Regions from separate parts of the Pelodiscus sinensis genome. Here region 2 is linked to region 1. A link is a contact called in public Hi-C data. All regions are on one chromosome and are shown on one strand. The core of a region is the stretch at or near the end of the contact, and the rest is flanking DNA. Distances in the headings are between cores, read along the strand shown. Region 1 holds the start of SDR16C5 (short chain dehydrogenase/reductase family 16C member 5). Region 2 holds the start of MOS (MOS proto-oncogene, serine/threonine kinase).

Region 1 (7,844 bases), core at 3,817-6,316:
TCTGGTTTCTAATGTGATCAATTCAATGTCAGTATGGACCATCCAGCAATGGACTCATTCTTCATGCCCTGTCTCTATGCTGAAAACACCAGTCTGTGTTTAAATACAGATCTCTCTGCATGCATAGAGTACTGTACAGCCCAAATATAGGAATTTCAATGACTAATTGGTGGCTACCGTGTAATGTAATGTTTTCTCTCTCTTTTTAGTTATTTCAGTTGGTTTTGCAATACACTGCCTAAATCAAAGTTTAAACTCTGCCCTAGCTTCAAAGATCTTTTAAGGTAGCTGAATTTATTAACATTACCCAAACTTGCATCTACACCAGTGGTTCCCAAACTTTTTGGCATCACCCCCCCTTTTTGATTCCTGAGAAACACTCAGCCCCCACCCCCCCTCCAAAAAAATAGCAGCAAAACTTGTTGAGAAAAAAAAAAGAACTGACCAGGGCAGCAAAACTTGATTGGGGGAGGAGGGGAGGTTGCCTCGCATCCCCCCTGGAATTTCTTTACACCCCCCCCAGGGGGGCATGCCCCCCAGTTTGGGAACCCATAATCTACACAGTTCACTGACCAGACAAAGTATATGTAGACAGCATTTGTCATTATATCTCAGAGAAGAGATTTGAAACATTTTGTCATGTAAGCTGAATTTTCATTTATAAAAGCAGACACTTTGTCAGTTCACACCCTATTTTTAAATGGCTTTAATTATCACTTGTGAAAATGTTGTGTAGTTAACAGCATCCAAGAAAATGCATTTAGTGAGCACTGTTGATAATTTCCCTAACTACATTTTTGGCATTGTCAGAAATAAAATTGAACCAAATAGGCACTACATAGCTGTCTTGCTCATCTGTGGACTCATCTGAAATAACTGCAAATGATTCATATGAGTTAATTTGAGATTTCATCTCCATAAAAAATGTCTAGCAAAACCTGTGAAACCTATCCTACTGTAGTTTATTCATAGTTGGTAAACAACCAACATTTTGTATATTTAATTCAATGAACTCATGCAGTTTTGGGTGATAAAAATTTTCAAGCTGTATATTAGCTCTTGCAAATGCACCCACCAAGTTTCATTCTAGCTGAATTACTGTTCTCAGACTCTGTTATCTTCTTTAAAAAGGGGAAATTGTATTTTCAACTTTTCGTTTACTAGCAATGCATTACCTGCAGCCCTCTATCTGCTTCAATTGGTTTTCAAGTCTAAGTGGCTCTGAACCATTGCTCAATGTACATGATCAAATAAAACACAGTTTGTCATCATTGGCATATAGAATAGAGAAGCCAAATTCTTTCACACGATACACTGCAGTAATGATTTTAGGAGGTTTTTTATTTACTTTGGACACTCATCTTACATTTGTAATTTCACTTGACTTCTGGTAGAGTGCCCTTTGAGATCATACATAACATCATCGTCCCAACATCTATTTACCAATCAGTGAACTGAGTTGTGAGTGTGATTTATCTCTTTAAAGTGTCAATCAAAAAATTCTGTCAAGTTCCTCACTTTTTTTATTTTAAATGAATCATGCTAATAATTACTTCTGCATAGGGAGAGGCAGTTCCCTACTCAATGACTCCTCCCCCTGCGGCTGTGAAGTTATGGGGACAGGAAGCGAATTTAAGGGAGGGGCTGCAGAGCTACTGTGCAGGGGAAGGACAGTTCTGCCCCTCTCCAGCCCAGCCAGCACTAGCAGCTAGGAACCCTTGGTTGGGGTGCACCTAGCCATATGAACCTCCAGGGCTGCTGTCCAACCCTGGAACTTGGTGCATCAGGGTACCTAGAGATGGGCCTGATCTCTCCCTCCTCCTGCCGCCCCCCTCTTCCCCAAGTGGCTGTGCAGGGAAATTACAAATCCTGACCCTACCCAGCCCGGCCAGGACTCACAGCTAAAAAACCCCTGTCTGGGACACTCCTGGCAGCACAAGGGAGTTCAGATTTCCTGGTGAGGGACTTATTTCATGGTTTGGGATATATTTTTCCACAGCTATGAAATTGGTAGGACCTGCCAGATAAGCAATCACTAAATTCCTAATCACTTCATTTATACACACATACTTTTAACTGATTAGCACTCTAATACCATTTTATTTATGCAAGACATCTTAATTAAGCATTTGATATTTATTCTCTATTTACATTTTTGCTAGTGTGTATTTTTATAAATGTGTGCCTTAGATATAGTGTGACAATTCTAAAAGAGAATTATAGCCAGACCAATAACTGCTAACTCACACCCTCTTTTTTTAAATCAACCACAGAGAAACATTACCGGAAGACAAATTTTTGCATTAAATATGTTGTTTCTTCTTTCAAAGTACCCAGGCTAAAGCATAAAGTCTGCTCTACTTCAGAGCTGTTAGCATATAGGACTTCAGAAAACAACCTATTTTTATAAATTCACCAAACCACTTGAGAAAAAATTAGATACTTCCATGGCCCACAAGACAATAACTATCATCTCTCCTGGCTTTTTGCAGGTGAGCTACAGTAGTGGAAAACTATTTGTACCCCTTACAAATCAAACAAAACCCTTCCTCAAAATGAAAAGAGCTACATGTGTGTTAATCAAACATGCAGTAGAAACTCTAGTGCCTGACATGCACCCTGACTCTATAGTCTCAGGTGGTCTTAACTTAATGCACTGTACTCAATGCAGTTAAACATATGTTTAACATTTTGTTGGTTTACAACTTTATTTTACCATCCACAAACATATGGAATATGATTCTACTCTCAGCAAGATGATGAACCTGCTGTGCAATTCTAAGCTTAAGAATCAATATTTTACCCTCCCACTCCTCAGCTGAAGGTTCATTGTACTGGAGCTCAGAGTTTAATTTTTAGAACTAAGACTAAAAAGTTTTTAAACTTGGGATATTTCTCATTTGTGTTGCCACTGCCTTTTAGTTCAAGACTGCATGAATAACAGAAGGTGGATAGAGGTTCCTGTGGGAAATTGGGCCATGATGTCAGTGAACCCAGAATACAAAGATTTCCAGGGTCCTACAAGACCTCCACACACACACATAAAAAGCATGTCCTTTATTATACACTGCGACAACAGGGCTAGACAAATAATGCCTGATACAACTACAGTAAAACTCCAATTGTCCGGCATCCAGAGGTCCGGCACTCCCGATAGTCCGGCACCAACTGGAACCCAGAAGTGCTCCAGACAACCGGACAATTGGAGCTGCTCCGCACCGCTTCCCCAAGTCCGCTGTTGCCGCTGCTGAAACTGGCCAGCTGCGGACCTGGGGAAGTGGTGCGGAGCAGAGCAGCTGGGGTGCTACCTGGTTGGTCCCGCAGCGCCACCCCTCACCTGAGCGGCACTGCGGGACCAACCCGACAGCACCCCAGCTACTCTGCCCCAGGGCTTCTCCAAGTCCAGCACTGCTGAAACTGACCCCAGCTGCTCTGCCTGCCCGTCCCCAAGTCCGCCGCTGGTCAGTTTCAGCAGCGGCAGACTTGGGGAAGCTGAGCTGCTGCCAGGTTGGTCCTGCAACATCGCCCCTCACCAGCACCCAGTTCGCCCCATGTCATGCCATTCCCCTGGGTCCCAAAGGTGCCGGGTTATCGGAAGTCTGCTGAACTTGGATTCTTGATTCTCTGAGCAAAGTTCAGTAAAATTTAGCAAGTTGGTGCTCCCAGATTACTACATTAATGTTTTCAGGTAGGCCATGTCTACACTGACAGATGGAAAGCACTAGCAGTTACAGTACCACTCACTCAGGATATGTCCAGATTATCTTTCGAAAGAAGTTTTTGAAAGAATCTTTCAAAAACAAAAAAAAACTTCTTTTGAAAGATAGTTTAGACAGCCACACTTTTTTGAAAAAGAGATCCGCTTTTTTTCAAAGAGAGCACCCAGGCTACCTGGATGCTCTCTTTCAAAAAAGCCCTGTTTGTGGTCAAGAACGCCTTTTTTCAAAAGAGCTCTTTTGAAAAAAGGCAATCTCCCTCATAAAATGAGGTTTACCACTGTAAAAAAAACCTGCTGCATTCTTTCGATTTAATTTCGAAAGAATGCGGTGGCAGTCTAGATACAGGTGAAATTTTTTTGAAAAAAGTCCACTGGTCTGCTTCCTGATGCCCTGCTATGTTGCCTCTGATACAGCAGCAGCCCTTGTCTGTGGGGGCCGGAGCTACCTGCTGGGGGGGGGGGGAGAAGCAGGTGGCTCCCCATTCTTGCTCTTCATTTACAACTTGGACCAGCGGGCTGGGACTGAGCCAGCCTGCCCGCTGGAGTTTAAAATGCAAAGCGCACGGAGGAGTGGGGGGAAGGCTGTTGTGGTTATGTAGGGCGGTTAAGCCACAAGCAATGGTTTACCATTTCCCAGGTAGCCGCTAACAACCCTTCCCTGAGCCCTTCCCCGCTTCTGCAACAAACTCCCACCCCCCCCATCCAAAGTCCCTCTCGGAACCTTGGGCAGTTTAGAGGGGAAAGGGCGAAAAGAGCTTGAGTGGGGGAGGGGGAGGAGGCTTTTCTGCAAGCCTGCCGCCTCTCGAGGCCCTTGCCAGCCTCCCATCACCCAGCTTCCGCCCCCCTCCCCCTTCAAAAGCTCAGCCAAGCTGCTAACCGCAAGGCGTGTTTTGCCCGCCAGTCTCCAGCGCTGCCCGGCAGGAAGCTCCGGAGACCACCTCCCGCTTAGAAGTGGAGCGCGGGGCCCCAGCCTTCTCTCCCGGCCCGGGCACCGCCCTGCAGCCAGCCCAGCCGACTAACCCAAGCGAAGGCGGACGCGCCAGCTGCCCCGGGACACTCAGGAGCTGGGAACCCGGCCTCCCTGCAGCGCCCGCGGGACCGGCAGAGCCGCGCCCCCACTCACCGCGCGGGCAGCTCCCCGCGGCCGCTCGCGCTCCGGTGCAGACGCAGCAGCTCCCGGCAGCGGCCCCTGCTAAACGCCCTTCCCCGCCTCCTGCAGCGCTCGCGCTCCGCTGTGCCAGAAAATTCCCGGGAGCAGGCGCCACCCATCTCGGAGCGGGGCGAATCGCAGCCCGGGTCCCTTCCGCTCCGCGCGGGAAAGGGGGAGGGGAGCGTGCAGCGGTGGAAACGGGGAGGTTCCAGCCCTGCTACGTTGCCGTCCCCTAAGCCCGGAGCGGGTTAGACGCGGGGGAACAGGGGTTCCGCCCGCCCCTGGGGAGTTTGCCTCCTAGGGCGCATTGCACCAGTAGACGGATGCATCCGCACACAGCTGGCCGGTGCAACGACAGAAACACTATCCACCGGCAAGCGGCCCGGCTTGCAGCACCGACAAGGATCCGTGTGACAGTGGATCCGCGGCACTGATGACCGGGTTTGGGAACGCTGCCAGCCCTGATGCCCAGCCTGACTGCTCCAGGGCTACCAACGACCAGCCTCTTTTTCTATGTTCATAATTTTAAAAAGTTGGGGGGTAGACATTTTTTTTTTGGAGTATCTGGCTACATCATTTCCCTAGGTTTGTCGTGGTTGGGATTTGGTGTTTGGGGAGGGAATTTCCACCAACCGGAGGCTGCAGGAAGGGGCAGTGAGCTTCCGCCATGCTGCTGAGGGAAACACCATGGAAAACATGATCCCGTGGATCAAATGATACAATGATTCCTTCCTCCACCTTTCTGTCATGAACCTGCCCACAGAATCACACAAACCAGGAGAGCATTAGCGACAGTGAGCCGCCCCCTAACTTTTAAATATCACGTGGAGGCAGTCTTCCATCCATTCTTCACGCTCTCCCCCCCAATAAGGGCGGGGAGGAAGATAAAGGGAAAAGCAGTTCTTGTCACTCTCACACAGAGCTTGATAATGATTTACAAGGATTAAATCGAATCGATGTTGGATTTTTTAAAATTGCTCCCTTGTTTTTACAACACAGAGTTTTGTGGGTCCTTTAAAGACTCAATAACAGATTTATTGGGCATTTGAGGCTCAAAACCAGTTGGTCAGATGCAGGAAGTGGTTTTGACACAGGAAACTTTTGACAAAGTGGTTTTGATCTACAAAAGTTTATGCCCACATCAATCTGTTAGGGTATGTCTACATGGCATCTTCTTTCAGAATAAGCTTCCCCAGAAGAAATCTTCCGGAATAGCATATTTTGAAATTGCATGTCTACACACAAAAAAGCACAACAAAATAGCCATTTGCTATTTAGAAATAGACAACACTGATTGGACCCTATCTTACATTTAAGGTCACCCAGAACCAGTTCAGGCAGGCATTAAGTCAGCAGTCACTTCCTGGAGCTGCTGCTTGCGTTGCCTGCTTAAAGGGACCTCTCCTGTACAGCTGTTTCTCAAGTTATTCTGCTTGCTTGCCTATCTCTCTGAGGGACAGCAAATCATTGCCATTGTGTGCTTTGGTTGCCCTGCCTTTGGACACCACAGCACAACCCACTATGGAATCGGAGCTGCCTCTGGGCATGTGATGGCCCCTGACTGTCTTGCTGCAAAAGCTTCAGAGGGGTAGCCAAGTTAGTTAACTGGAGAAACTTAAAAAAACAATGAATAGTCGAGCAGCACCTTAAAGACTAACAAAACATGTAGATGGTACCACGAACTTTCGTGGCCACAACTCACAATGACACGTGGGTTGTGCCCACAAAAACTCATGATACCATCTACATATTTTGTTAGTCTTTAAGATGCTGTTGTGCTGCAGTTTCTGCAGGCTGCTCTCCAGGTCCTTCAGGAACACAACCCCGAGCTGCTTGAGGAAACCCTCAACATGCGTCTGGGACTGCAACTCTTTCAGATGCACCCTACCATGGAGTGCTGGTTCTGGTGGCAGGATACCAGTTCTGATTGGTGGGACTGGCTCGTCATGGAATGGTGGGATGACCAGCAGTGGCTCCAGAGCTTCCTTATGAGGAAGGAGACGTTTCTGGAGTTGTGTAACTGGCTCACCCCTGACCTCACACAATGGGACACGCAGATGCGGCCCTCCCATCCCCCCAGAGGGTCGCCATCACTCTCTGGAAGCTCGCAATGCAGGACAGTTACCAATCCGTTGGGAACCAGTTTGGCATGAGGAAGTCTACCATCAGGGCCCTTGTCATGCAGGTATGGTGCTCTTGGACTACAGTCCCGGGCGGGGGGAGGGGAGTAATGGAAAGGGGGGGCCATAGGGAAAGAGAGGGTGGGAGTGGCAGGGGTTCTGCAGTCCTGCCTTCACACAGCCCTGCGGGGGGGGTGAGGGGGGAAAGGGGACTTCATAGGGGCAGCTCCTGGGGTGTTTGTGGAGGGGGGAAGGAGGGAGAGGGATCAGGGACCTCCCAAGGGCTCTGGCACCCCCTTTGATTCTCTGTTTTGTTTGTTTTTTGTCTCCTTCTGCAGGTGGTGAGGGCTATCAACACAGTCCTGCTGTGCGGGGTCATCCACTGGGTGATGTGGACCCCATTGTCACTGGCTTTGCCACTATGGGCTTCCCTGGCTGCCGGGAAGGAGGGGTTATTCATAGCACCCACATCCCCATCCGGGCCCCCGACCACCAGGTATCACAATACATCAACCGAAAGGGATACTTTTCAATGATCCTGCAGGCCCTGCTTGACCACTGAGGCCAGTTCTCAGATGTCTTCGTTGGCTGGTCGGGGAAGGCATATGACACCCATGTCTTCAGAAACTCCAGCCTCTTTTGCAAGCTGGAGGCTGGCACTTTCCTCTCTGAGCAAAGCATCAGAGTTGGGGATGTGGACATGCCACTGTGCATTGTGGGGGACGCGGCCTACCCCCTCATGCCATGGCTAATGAAACCCTACACTGGCCACCTTGATCCGAGCAAGGACCACTTCATTACCCACCTGGGCAGGGCCCACATGTAGGCAGAGTGCGCCTTCGGGCATCTGAAGGCA
Region 2 (7,844 bases), core at 3,105-5,604, 130 kb before region 1:
GGTATTACAGGTGATAATTGGGGAAACTGTCTTGGTAATGGGTGAGAAAGTTCAAAGACTTGTTAAGTCCTTGTTGGTAAGTGTCGAATTTTAACATGAATGACAGTTCAGAGGATTCCCTTTCAAGTGCAGATGTAAAAGGTCTTTGTAGCAGAATGCAGGTGGCTAAGTCATTTAGAGAGTGTCCTTTCTGGTTAAAGTGGCAAGAAACTGTTTTCTCTTTGTGATCTTGTCTGATATCTGTTTTGTGGGCATTAATCCTTTGGCGAAGTGTCTGAGATGTTTGTCCAATGTACATAGCAGACGGACACTTTCGGCACATGATAGCGTAGATTATATTTCTGGATGCGCAGGAATATGTGTTCTTGATCTTATAACTCACTTGGTTAGGTCCAATAATGGCATCAGCAGAATGAATGTGTGGACAAAGCTGGCAACGGGGTTTGTTGCAAGGGAAGGTACCAGGGTTGGTATTAGTGTGGTATGTCCTGTGGTGGTTGGTAAGAATCATCTTGAGGTTAGGTGGCTGTCTATAGGAGACTATGGGTCTGTCTCCCAGAGCCTCTTTGAGTATGGTATCCTGTTCCAATATTCCTGCGCATCCAGAAATATAATCTACGCTATCATGTGCCGAAAGTGTCCGTCTGCTATGTACATTGGACAAACATCTCAGACACTTCGCCAAAGGATTAATGCCCACAAAACAGATATCAGACAAGATCACAAAGAGAAAACAGTTTCTTGCCACTTTAACCAGAAAGGACACTCTCTAAATGACTTAGCCACCTGCATTCTGCTACAAAGACCTTTTACATCTGCACTTGAAAGGGAATCCTCTGAACTGTCATTCATGTTAAAATTCGACACTTACCAACAAGGACTTAACAAGTCTTTGAACTTTCTCACCCATTACCAAGACAGTTTCCCCAATTATCACCTGTAATACCATTAACTCACAAACATCCCACTCTCCCTACCTTTAATATCAGCAATTCACAGACACTTACCTTCCTTCCTCCCCCCCCCCCCCCCCCCCCCCGCATCCCCCTTCTGTTCTGCAATGTGATTTGTCCTTTTCATATTTGTTCATTTTTTTTAAATTGTATCCTTTGGTATATATGGTTGTGACTACTTTCTTCCACTATTTGATCTGAGGAAGTGGGTCTGGCCCACGAAAGCTCATCATCTAATAAACCATCTTGTTAGTCTTTAAAGTGCTACATTGTCCTGCATTTTGCTTCAACTACCCCAGACTAACACGGCTACATTTCTATCACTAGAACACTAGGTGTCACTAGCTTAAAACATTATGTCTGCAGACCATTAGTAGCTTGGTGAAGATTAGCTGTTCTAAATTAGGTTTTACATTAAATGCACTCTGATCACTAAGTTCCAAGACAGCCATGCGACTCAATATGGTAACAGTATGTTAAAATTCATAAGACTCTCGATTTAAGTTGTACAGTATTATGGGGCAAGTGATTATGGTACACTGTGAAATTGCCACACAATGACCTCTCCATAAAGCAGGTTTTGAAGGAAACAAGAAACATGGAAGACCAAGTCTAATATTTACCTTTACAGTTTTCTACATGCCGGTATGCTTCTCAAAGCCCTCAATAATAAATATTATGTAGAAGATTTAGGAGTACCTTTTAAATATGCAAAATTCTGTGATCAACAAGCCACAGACATTTTCATATTGAAGATTAGCATTTCCAACTCCAAATGACAAGAACCTATTTCCAATACTTCATAAGAAGTGAACAAATCAGTAACTTTCTGACTTGTAATACATTAATTCTTTAAGGAATGGAAATGAGTGAGAAATAACAAAATTGCACTGAACCACAGCTTCCCAGCTTCCCAAAATGAGCTATGAAGAGAAGAGCTGAAAGAGTACAGACTATAGCTGTCTTCACAGTTCCAATTCAGTCTTACAACACTAATCATCCAGAATGTGTCAGTTATTGTGACCCCAATTCAGTATCAAGACACCATTATTCTAGGCACTCTGCAAACACTCGTAGAGTCAGCCTTTGCCCCCAGAAAACTTTCAGCACAGGTTATGCCAAGATGCAACAGATGGATAAGACACAGGGGAGGTGTGATAATCTAGCAGTACTAGTTTCCCCAATTAGAATCTCTCTAAAACGTTTATGTTGTTACGGCAGCTTCCTTCCTAGCAGTTCTAAAATGTCTTCCTTAGTGCCAACCCCCAGTATTTAAAAAGTTGTGAATCAGGCCCCCCAAAAATCAAGAGTTTGGCTTTAAAGTATTTGGTTCTTTATTTCTTTTCAGAGTTTTTTAGCAGTTTGTGAAAGCTGTGATTTTCCATAGACTACAGGGGGCAGTGTTTTAAGTAAACCATCACAAATAGATTCACCTTAACAGCTGGCAACACTGCAGCCTTTTCTTAACTCAATACACCTGCTAATACAGCATTTGTAGAGTCAGTTTATCTTTAAGAACTTAAATTGATGAAAAACCATCTTACTTTGTTGCCAGGGTGCTAAACAGGCACACAAGTGACCCAACATCCTTATTCCTAACTCATCACACATAAAATGAATTGACATTTGGGGAAGTGGAGGAAGAAAGGTTATCTTCAATGTCTGACTGTTCTCGGTACATCTACTTATAGGATGTATGATCCGTATCTGTTGGGAGAATTGGGAATGAGAAGGAAGGTTATCAATAGACAGATACATGAAGAGATTTTCAGAGGCAGTTGAAAATACTGCCTCCATCTCACATTTTGCAAATAGTTAGCTAGATTGTTACAAGATGCCTATCACTCTGGTCTGAGGCATTTATAAAAATGCTTTTTGGTGGCTTAACAGTCATACTTCACCCCTCAAATACCATAGTTCAAAACCAAAATTCTGTTTTCTCCTGGGCAAGGCAGATGATATAGCAGACACATTTTGGACAGTCCTGCCTCTATGTATTTCCTCAACACTGACCAAGCTAATTTTAATCACTTTATTTATAGAAATCTCAATCAACAGGTACATTTTTTTTAACCTCTTTGGACAAAATAGAGGTCAGATCCACAATATGCTAATGCAGCCACACACACACACACAAAAAGGATCAAGAGAAAAGCCAGGCATAAAAGGGAAAAAGAAGAAGAAAGAGACACCACAGAACCTGCTATTGTCTATCTTGCAGTGAATGGAGGCTTTGAAGCAGCATTTCTGCACTGGGACGTTCCTCTGCATCAGATCTCCAGCAACTACTGATAATGGTCTCAAGTCTTTGGCCTGAGACTGTCTCAGAGAAGATTGCAGCAGCCAGAGAAGGACGCAAGTTATAGGCTACCACCGCATAGAGCACATATTGGCGCTCACCCGAGTAAGGCTGCTCACGGGTAACCATTTGCCAGAAGGTGATAGCAAAAGAATAAATGTCTGCTTTGGGTGTGACCCTCTCCCCTTTGAGAAGCTCAGGGGCACGGTGGGTATATGTGCCCCCCTGCTGGCAAAGCTGGGGACCTGGGGACACACTATTCTCCAACTTTTGGGAGCACCCAAAGTCTCCGATCTTGCACACACCCTGCTCAGTGATGAACACATTAGCAGGCTTCAGGTCCAGGTGCACAATGCATTGTGAGTGGAGGAAGGCTAAACCAGTCACAATGTCAGAGCAATAAGCCAGGGAGTCAGTTATGCTTAGGGGTTCTCTGCCACACCCATCCCATTCATCCTCTCCCTTTCCCCGCAGGCAGCCCATACCATAGATGACATGGTGGAGGGTAGTGCGGCCAGTATATTCCATGATTATGGTGCCCAGGCTGTCTTGGCTGGCAGGAGCACAGGTGCTGGCAGCTACAACACGTACCACATTGTCATGGAGGAGGCGGGCCACATTCAGTTCAGCCCAGAAACTTTGCCGTGATGCCAGCCGGTTTTTGCTGCACTTCTTCACCTGCTTCACAGCCACCGTCTCCCCACGGTAAGTAGCCTTGTAGACGGCCCCAAAGCCCCCAGAGCCCAAGGGGTGTAGTAGGCACAATTGATCCCAGTCTATAGAGCACCATGCCAGGCGGGGAGGCAGCCGACGAGCCCTCGGCGGCGGAGTTCCCCCCAAGAAGAGTTTTCCGCCTCTACCAGGGAGTACCAGGGGACTACTGCAGGGCCTCAGGTCCAGAGAAGGGGAAAACTCCAGGGAAAGAAAACTATTAAGAGGGCTAGGGGATGGCATAGTGAGATAGGAATAAGAACAAGAGCTGTATTTAAAAACAAAGAAAGAATGGCTAAGAGCCTCCTGAAAAAGAGGAACAAAGTAGTTGTTTCCAGAGCCTCTTTTATTCCCCCTCCTCTCTCCTCCCAAATAAGCTGCATCTGTCACCAAGTACCTGAACCCCAATCAGTTTCAGCTGCAAACACTTTTCTCCAACTCCAAAAGCAAATTCCACTCGAATCAAGGCTTTTAAAGAAAGCTCTTTGATACAAATGGGATTTAGGCTAAAATATGTCAACTCACATTATGAGATACTGGCCTTTTGTATTCATTTTTCTTCCCAGGAGAAAATGTTACTTCAAGTACCCCCAACTGACTGTCATTAGAAAATATCCCATGAGTGAATGGACTACAGTGACCAAGTAAAATGTTTCACTGTTGGCAAGAATGATAGTCACCAGGTGCATTAAACACCTCTCAGTTATTACTGGAGGAAGCAGTTGAAACTGAGAAAGCCAATACTGAGAAGTCTGTTAAGAGAATGATTGGTGGCAAAGATGGCTTCCCTATTTGTGAAATTACCTTTCCCTTCTCATGTCCTACTTGGTTAGTAAAGCCACTTTTGAGCTCATGATACAAGATAAGAGGCTGGTGCCCACTGACCTCAGTGGAAATATTTTCATTCAAAATATCCTAATGCTATGTCTTTGGGGCATGCTGCAAAGCCTGTCATTTTTTCCTGCTTTTGGTGAGGGACAATTATGATGATGGTGAAAGGGTGCAATGTGAGAAAGGAATAGGAATCTAGATTTTGTTGGGGAATTATAGATGTCGATAATAGTGCATTTAAAAAGTGTCAGGGCACCCTAGAATAGGGATCCCCACACTGTCAGCTTCCAGGGCCATACCACTCAGTCTTGCTCTAAGGGCAGAGCAGATTATAGAAAATGTCATTTTTTAACATAAATCTAAAGGGGGTAAGAGACTTTTTCCTACCCTAAAGAGCTTATAGATAATATAGACAAGACAGCAGAGGGTGAAAGTTGTGGGTATGATGAGGCAGAAGTGTGCATGATGAAGTAGATAGGAGCTTGGGGGGAAAAGCAAGAGGGGAGGAAGAGGCAGTGGAAAAGTAGGGAGAAGATGAAGTGTGAAGCAGCATGTGGCCAGGAGAAAGAGAATGGAGAAGTCTCTCTTACAGACTTAGTTTTGTCTTTGCTGCATCAAGTCCTGGAGTGTGCTTTATCTGTAGATGTGCGTACGTGCTTGTTGTGATTACGTTCCTTGGGAGACCATCATGTTCTACCACTGCAGTTCTATAGGCCAGTGAAAACAGTGTTTGCACCAAGAGCAATATATCCTGAAAGACAAGTGGCCCAGTGGTTAAAACAAGGATGGGCAACCTTGTTTGGGTCAGGGGCTGCTGACCCACAAAAAAGTCAGTCAGGGGGCTTCACACAAGTGAGAAGCGGAAAAAAACCACCTCTCATTGAGGCGGTCCCCAATGGGAAAGGGTTCTCCACATTTCCCTTGCACACCAGAGCCTTGCGGGAGGAGAGGGGGGACGACAGTCTAGTAGATTTTGTGCGCTCCAGCCCTTTTGAATGCTGCATGAGAGGTTTGGAGGATTATATAAAGGAATATTTAAATTAAGAACTGGTGCTGTCAAATGATTAAAAATATTAAACGTGATTCATTATGCTGTTAAACAGTAATAGAATACTGTTTATTTAAATATTTTGAATCTTTTCTACATTTTTAAATAGGTTGATTTGAATTAAAACACAGAATACAAAGAGTACAGTGATCACTATATTTATCTTTGATTACATACTGATGCTGTAAAAACAAAATAGTATTTTTCAGTTCATCTCATACAAATACTGTAGTTCAGTCTCTTTATCATGAAAATTCAATTTACAAATGTAGAATCATATATAAAAACTGCACTCAAAAAGAAAACAATGTAAAACTTTAGAGCCTACAAGTCCACTCAGTCCTACTTCTTGTCCAGTCAAGCACTCAGACAAACAAGTTTGTTTACAATTGCAGGAGATAATGCTGCCCACTTCTTGTTTACAGTGTCACTTGAAAGTGAAAACAGGCATTCTCATGGCACTATCATAGCTGATTTTATAAGATATTTACATGCCAGATGCACTAAGGATTCATTTGCTTCATGCTTCCACCATCTTTCCACAGGACATGAATCCATGCTGACGATGGGTTCTGCTTGACAATGATCCAAAGCAATGTGGCCTGATGCATGTTCACTTTCATCAGATGCTACCAGCAGAAGACTGATTTTCTTTTGGGGGGGCGATCGCAGGGGGGTGCATAGTGCAGTATTGCTCTGCACCTTGTCCCTTTCTGATTTTGGAAGGTACTTCAGATTCTTAAACCTTGAGTTGAGTGCTGTAGCTATCCTTAGAAATCTCACATTGGTACTTTTTTTGCATGTCAAATCTGCAGTGAAAGTGTTCTTAAAACAATCATGTGCTGGGTCATCATCCAAGACTGCTATTACATGAAATACATGGCAGAATTCATGTAAAACAGAGTAGGAGACATACAATTCTCCCCCAAGGAGTTCAGTCAATATTTAATTTAACACTTTTTTTTTTAAACAAGCATCGCCAGAATGGAGACATATCCTCTGGGATGGTGACTGAAGCAGGAAGGGACATTAGTGTATCTGGCGCATAAATACCTGGCAACCCCAGCTACAAAAGGGCCCTATAAACACCTGTTCTCACTTTCAGGCAACATTGTAAATAAGAAGTGTGCAGCATTGTCTCCTATAAATGTAAACAAACTTGTTTGTCTTAGCGATTGGCTAAACAAGAAATAAGACTGAATGGACTTGTAGGCTTTAAAGTGTATGTACATTTTGTTTCGGGTTTGAGTGCAGTTATTTAACAAAAAATCTACATCTGTAAGTTACTCTTTGACGATAAAGAGATTGCAGGAACTGAATGAACTAAGTTGAACTTGTATGAACTGAAAACTATTTCTTTATAATTTTTACAATGCAAATGTTTGTAATAAAATAATATAAAGTGAGCAGTTCTGTATTGTAACTGAAATCAATATATCAAAAATATTTAATAAACATCAATTGGTATTCTATTGTTTAAGTGTGATTAAAAGAGATTAGTCAATTATTTTTTAATCACATGCATTAACGGCCCTATTAAGAATATTCTCTATCTCAGCAATGAGAATTTCCCCTCTCATGTTATTCTTCCACTCCCCCCCCCCCATCTCCATGTTTCTGTTTTTTGGAGGTACTTAATGGCCACATCATGTTGAACTCAAAAGTCACTGCAGGCATGCAACACCTTTCTAAAAAACAAACAAACAAACAAGCAAAACTCGAACTTTTGGTTTTTGTGCTAGGAAAAGCATTAGCCTGAGGAACAGGAGGAATAACTTAAAGGGCACCGTCAACTGGAATTTCTTTACATCAACTCATTTAAACACAGTCCACTTTCTGGTTAAGCACCTTTCAAACAGTGCACTATTTTCTCTCTGTTATCCTTTTCAAAGTGATTTTATAAGGGATTTTCTGCTCTGATGTTGATGATTCAGGTCTTTCCACCTCCACTAACTTCTCCAATTTGCAGTTGTCATCGGTGTCACTTGCTTGTAGCGATGTT

Evidence for each region. Hi-C and Micro-C count contacts between places; a contact is called where the count stands out from the background.
Region 2: a Hi-C map of blood shows a contact between it and region 1, with 4 times the contacts expected there. The contact joins the promoter of MOS here to the promoter of SDR16C5 in region 1. A contact is called at or near these places in 3 of 5 Hi-C or Micro-C datasets (blood, liver and an unstated tissue).

The regions. Positions count from the first base shown.
Region 1 is chr2:64,274,540-64,282,383 of ASM4963464v1, reverse strand. It overlaps SDR16C5 (short chain dehydrogenase/reductase family 16C member 5), which reads right to left and starts at 5,066. Exons shown (of 7, transcript XM_075920665.1): 1 at 4,842-5,066.
Region 2 is chr2:64,408,690-64,416,533 of ASM4963464v1, reverse strand. It overlaps MOS (MOS proto-oncogene, serine/threonine kinase), which reads right to left and starts at 4,354. Exons shown (of 1, transcript XM_006126155.4): 1 at 2,972-4,354. The coding sequence starts at 4,206. The coding sequence ends at 3,157.